Linked DNA regions of Macaca mulatta: region 2 is linked to region 1. Evidence: chromatin contacts called from public Hi-C data. All regions are on one chromosome and are shown on one strand. The core of a region is the stretch at or near the end of the contact, and the rest is flanking DNA. Distances in the headings are between cores, read along the strand shown. Region 1 holds the start of KDM5B (lysine demethylase 5B). Region 2 holds the start of CYB5R1 (cytochrome b5 reductase 1).

Region 1 (3,178 bases), core at 185-2,684:
TTGGCACCTTTTTGGATGAAAGAGGTCATTTCAATGTTGACGTTCTACTTTTTGAACTTTCTCCCTTTTTCTGAGGCTGCTGGACACCACCCACCCACCCCCGTCTCCCGTCCCCCGCCAAAAGGAAAAAAAAAAGGCGCCTCAAAAGTGTTCATATCTCTTAAAGTTCGTTAACCTCGCTTTGCCTCCGTTGCCTGCTCTGCAAAATGAAGATAATATCGTACCTACTCAATATGGTGGTTGCGAAGACTCAGTGAGCTAACACATGCAGAGCGTTTAGAACAGTGCCTTACACACAGTAGCATTAAATAGCGGCTATCACCCATATGCACATAACTCCCAGATTTATATCTCCAATTCTGATCTCGCCCCTTCTGATTTATGCCCTCCAGTCCGTTGAAGGATACCCCGTTGGGTATCTCTACCTGTTTGTACCAGAGACACCTCAAATTCAAAATGTCCAGAAATGAGCACAGCACCTTCTTCCCTTGAATAACTCGCCTTGTGTATATAATTGGGGTGAACGTCCCACCAATGCCAACCGGCTAGCATCTACTCAGGCAGATACGCCAGACATCTGAATCTTAATACCTCATCTTCCCCCCCAATCTGTCACTGTGTCCTAATTTTATTTCCTACCTTTGCATCCCTTCCTCATAATCATCAGTACCACTGCCTTAAATTAAACCCTATCATTTCTTGTCTGGATTATTTCAAGAGCCTTTTGCCCCTCTCAAGTCTGACCTTGTCATAGATTGTTGATATTTATTTTCCCTGCAACATCTCCACCTCCCAATAATCTCCATCACTTATTAGCCATGTGAATTTTGGCAAATTGCTTAATCTACCTATGCCTCACTTTCCTTATTGTAAAGTGGAAATAAGAGTACCTATCTCATAGGGTTGTGTGATTAATCATGCAATGCAATTAGAACAGTGCCTAGGATATGAAAGTGACCAAAAGTGTTACGTTATTATTATTATTACTACTATTGCCTTCTCACGAACATGCTGTTTGTATGTTCAAGCTGTTATCTCTACTGGAAAATCCTTCTCCATTTCCAATACTCTTTCCAAAACCCCCTCCTGGGTTTTACTGCACCTACCACTGTGTACTGACATGATTGAATGATTGGCTTATGGGACTGATCCTTTCTACCAGACTTAACTTCTTCAGGGCAGGAACTCTGATGCATAGTAAATGGTCAATAAAAGTTGGCTCAACTGAAACCCTAAGGATAAACTCCATCCACAGCGGAAGGCGCGGCCCCTCCTAATTCGGGGGCGGGGCGGGGAGCCATGCGCGGAGGGTGGGTGGGTGGGGGTGGGGTGGGACTCTTTTTCCTCGCCGTGGCGGCGGAGGCGCACGGCGTGGGTTTGCGGCGAGACGTCGTCGTCGGAGGCTGAAAAAGCCCAAGGTGCTGCCGTTGCCCGTACAACTCGGACTTGCTGTCGCCAGAGCTTCGTCTGCACGGGTCTCGGACCGAGTGGAGCTCGCAGCCTCGGTCCCGGAGCCCACCCTCGCCTCGCCTATTGCCCAGCCTGCAGTGATGGAGCCGGCCACCGCGCTGCACCCGGGCCCGCGCCCGGCGCTGCCCCTTGGGGGCCCGGGCCCGCTGGGCGAGTTCCTGCCTCCCCCCGAGTGCCCAGTCTTCGAGCCCAGCTGGGAAGAGTTCGCGGACCCCTTCGCTTTCATCCACAAGATCCGGCCTATAGCCGAGCAGACTGGGATCTGTAAGGTGCGGCCGCCGCCGGTGAGTCACGCCAGCACCCCGGATCCAGCTCGTGGCTGGGGGAGGGAGCGGGGACGCGCGGGTCTGGGGAGGCCCGAGGCGCGGGGGGCGGGGAGCCGGTCGCCCCACCGGCCTCGTCAAGTTTGAGGCTGCCTAGAAGGTTGGAGTTGAGGCTGGGGGAGGAAGATGGGGGCTTCTCTAGGGTGGGAGATGAGTAGCGTGGGAGAACCGGGGACTTCGGCGGTGCCACGGGAGGGCCGGGTCGCCGCGGGGTTCGGGCGGCCGGGTCCGGAGGTTCGGGTTCGGTTCCGGATGGAGTGATGGCAGGAGCCGGGGGTGGTCGCGGGGGAGTTTCCTCACGTAGCCCGGCGGAGGCGCGGGCTGGAGGGAGGACTGTGGGCCCGGCGAGGCTCAGCAGGCTGGTCCTCGCCTCCGCTCCCGGGGTGCGGGGGTGTGTGATGGGGTGGGGTGGGGGTGGGGGACTTGCGAGTTGTCGTGCGAGGAGGAAAGTTTTCAATATGGCGGCGGGAGCCCCTGGTCCTTTGTGTGGTGGCGGCGTCGGCCCGGAGCGGCCCTCACCTGGGCGCCCCACCCTCCAGACCAGGGCACCCCTCCACCGCCTGGTCCCCGGGCCTCCAGGTGTCCCCCGGGCCGGGGTCAAGAGGGGGGCGGCCAGCGCTGGCTGGGGGCGGGGAGGAGCCGCAGGTCCGGCCCCGGAGCGGATGTGTTGTGGGGGGCGTTAGTGTCTGGGGGGACACTTTTGGGGCGGCGGGGGCAGGACAGGCGGTGGTGGGCCCCATGCCCGCCCGCGCTCCCAAAGGCTCACACACCCGGCTTCTTCTGGCTCAGCCGCTCGGCTCCCCGGGGAGGCCTGGGCTGTGCTGTTGGGGATGGGGTCGGGGCGAGGCCGTGTTTGTAGGGGAATGTCAGACGAAGAGACCTCCGAAGATTTCGTGCTCGTTTCCCCCGGCCCTCGGCCTCTGGGCGCTGAAAGGCAGTCACCCACCGCAGCCCTTGCAGCCCTGTCTACAGCGCCTCGGGCCTGGGGGCAGTGAGTGAGGGGTGGGTGTTGCTGAAACCATCCCCAACGGCTCCAACGTTCGCTGAGGAGAGCCCGGCCAACTCCTTCCCCCGTGGCCGGAACTGGGTGCGCTCCTACACCCCTGGTTTTTGCCCACCTTTCGGGAGGGTCTGAGTCCGAGTTGGCCTAAGCGGCGGTTGGACGGGCTGGGACCGTTGGGAAGGGGGTTTAACTGCCTTTCCTACTGTTTAAGAATCTTCTCCCCACTCTCTTCCCCCACCCCCACTCCTAAGTGGAGGAAGACCCCTTCCCACCCCTTTCTCCCTTAAGCTTGCTCTTTGTAATGCCATTTTGAGTTGTAGGGATTCTGTTTGTAATCATTATGTTTTGGAAAGCTGTTTTCAGGGAGATCCCTGAAAATAAG
Region 2 (2,882 bases), core at 149-2,648, 170 kb before region 1:
TTAGTAGAGACGGGGTTTCCCGTGTTCGCCAGGATGGTCTCGATCTCCTGACCTCGTGATCCGCCCGTCTCGGCCTCCCAAAGTGCTGAGATTACAGGCTTGAGCCACCGCGCCCGGCCTGTCTTTTAAGTTATAATAGTAACTGCCATCTGTTGAATATTTTGCTTTATGACAGGCACTACATTAAGCACGTTAGCATATGTCAATTGAAGCCTCACGCTAAGGCTATGAACTAGATACTATCTGTCTGTAGATAATATATATCCATCTGTAGATGAAGAAACTAAGGTTGAGTAAGCTATCTAAGGTCACAGAGCCAATAAGTGCTAGAGGCAAGATTCTTATTCTGTACACTCTGCCTCAAAAGTCAATTTCTTTGACCCTAAGGGCACAAGAACCCAAATCAGGATATGAAGCTTGGACTTTGAAGCCAAAGGAAGCTCCTGAATAATTCTGATAGGCTGACAGCTTGGCGCTGTAAACAAAATCAGTCTTTTGTCAAAAGGTACCAGGAAATGAAGTTGCCATGCCACTGTTCACTCCTGTAAGAGACTCCTCCGGGCTGTTCCATTCTCTTGCTGCAATTCAGCCGGTTGAAAAACTAAGGTGGCTACACAGCGATTAACTTCAGGCCCTTCTGCTCTACTTTGAGCCTGTCTCCGGTTCATCGTTAACACTCTCCGCTCAGCACCCGCAGACTCAAGAGATTTCCAATCCCCCAATTTAGCGTGGTTCTACCTTAGGCAGAACTCCCATCCTGTTCGGATATAAGCGGGTCGAAGTGGCAGGGACCACTTCTCTGGGAAGAGAGACTGGAGCTGCGGTCTTAAAAGATCTTGGGCCGAGTGCGGTGGCTCACGCCTGTAATCCCAACACGTTGGGAGGCCGAAGCGGGTAGATTATTTGAGGCCTGGAGCTCGAGACCAACCTGACCAACACGGTGAAGCTCGGTTTGTACTAAAAATAAAAAAAATAAAAAAATAAAAAAATTAGCCGGGCGTGGAGGCGCATGCCAGTAGTTCCAGATACTCGGGAGGCTGAGGCAGGAGAAACACTTGAACCTGGGAGGCGGAGGTTGCAGTAACCGAGATCGCGCCACTGCACTCCAGCCTGGGCGACAGAGAGAAAAAAATAAAAAGTTAAAAAATCTTGAATAAGCACCGGAGACCCTGAGCTACCGAGTAGCGGAATTCCCTTTCCGGGTGGGGCACAGAGAGGACCAGCCCCGCCTCTGCCGGGCCCCGCCCCCAACAGGCCCAGCCGCCGGCGCCTCCTGCTAGGCCCCGCCCCGGACAGACACCCCCCGCCAGGCCCCGCCTCCTGCCCCCCCGGCGCCGCGAGGTCCGGCCTCCTGCCCGGCCCAGCCTCAGGCCTGCCCGGCCCTCCGACCCGCCCCGCGGCGCACTGTGGGATCTGTCTGCTTGCCGGGTGGTGGAGGAAAAGGTGCTCCGTCATGGGGATCCAGCCGGTAAGACCCTCGTTCAGTATCCTCCACTGGGGGACCCCTCCCCATCTGGTTCTGGCCACTCAGCTCCGAACCAGGAGCTGTCGCTGTCGACCCCGCCCCGCAGGGCTCTGGGCCCACAGTGGATGCTGGGGTCCCGGTCCCGCACATCCGGGCTCGGGACCCTGTCAGGTTACTCCTCTGCCCTTGGCATGCCTCCGCGCTGGAGCTCGAGATCGCCACCCCTGGGACGGTCAGCACCCAAGCCCCGGGCTCTTTCCCAGCCTGGCGGTTACGCTGCCTCCTCTACCCACAGAGCCCAGTCCTGCTGGCCTCCCTGGGGGTGGGGCTGGTCACTCTGCTCGGCCTGGCTGTGGGCTCCTACTTGGTTCGGAGGTCCCGCCGGCCTCAGGTCACTCTCCTGGACCCCAATGAAAAGTACCTGCTACGACTGCTGGACAAGACGGTAAGTTGGGGAAGAAAGGGGCAGGGTGGAGGAGGGGACCAGAGTGCTTCTGGCATGGAGGGTACAGCACCCACGGTGGTTGGGATGTCCAAGGGACGTGGCAGCGCCAGGCGCGCTTGGTGAAACACTTGTGTCCTCCACCCTCCAGACTGTGAGCCACAACACCAAGAGGTTCCGCTTTGCCCTGCCCACCGCCCACCACACTCTGGGGCTGCCTGTGGGTAAGGAAAGTGTGGAATGGGTTCCTTTCCCTGGTATCCTCAGAAGGTGACTCCCCTCCTGGGGTCTCATGAAACAGGCTGCTTCAACCGGTTTACTCCACACACCATTCCCCTTCCCCCACTTGGCTCTGCATCCTCCAAGCTGTGAGGTGCCACTGGGCCCCTCTAGGGTGTGGCTTCCGTGGCCCCCAACCAGCTTTAACACTTAACAGTCTTGCCTCTTCCCTGCAGGATTTGCTAATTACTCCATCTGAGCAAGCACTACTAACTTTTTCCCATTGCCCAGACCCTTTTGACTCATCTGTCAAGGTCCTGGCAGTAACTGGCAGGAAACGCTGGAAATAAGCATTTCCTCAACTGGGGGCTTATGAGAGATCCAACTGAGGGTTCAACGGGGTGAATCTTCCCTGCCTGGTAACTCCTTGGAACCACAGCAGGAAGCAAGACATCTTGTTCTCTCAAATCTCTTTGAGTATTTTGAGGGATGCAGCACATCACAGACAGCCCTTATGTAGTTCTCTGCACGGTCCCCAGGCAAACATATCTACCTCTCCACCCGAATTGATGGCAGCCTGGTCATCAGACCATACACTCCTGTCACCAGTGATGAGGATCAAGGCTACGTGGATCTTGTCATCAAGGTAAGGGGCTAGGGAGGGACCCTGGGGCTGCTTACCCATTCTTTCTGGGATTTGTAGAAATTTCTAAGATGTGCCTGATAGCCGGAAATGGTATATACTTTGTGGATATG

The links. Hi-C and Micro-C count contacts between places; a contact is called where the count stands out from the background.
Region 2: a contact with region 1 is called in a Hi-C map of fetal cortical plate, with 1.6 times the contacts expected there. The contact joins the promoter of CYB5R1 here to the promoter of KDM5B in region 1.

Annotation. Positions count from the first base shown.
Region 1 is chr1:60,468,536-60,471,713 of T2T-MMU8v2.0, reverse strand. It overlaps KDM5B (lysine demethylase 5B), which reads left to right and starts at 1,434. Exons shown (of 26, transcript XM_078003047.1): 1 at 1,434-1,754. The coding sequence starts at 1,551. LOC144341181 (a long non-coding RNA gene) reads right to left here. Exons shown (of 2, transcript XR_013417965.1): 2 at 2,957-3,178.
Region 2 is chr1:60,636,281-60,639,162 of T2T-MMU8v2.0, reverse strand. It overlaps CYB5R1 (cytochrome b5 reductase 1), which reads left to right and starts at 1,398. Exons shown (of 9, transcript NM_001257476.2): 1 at 1,398-1,468; 2 at 1,761-1,910; 3 at 2,059-2,131; 4 at 2,666-2,772. The coding sequence starts at 1,454.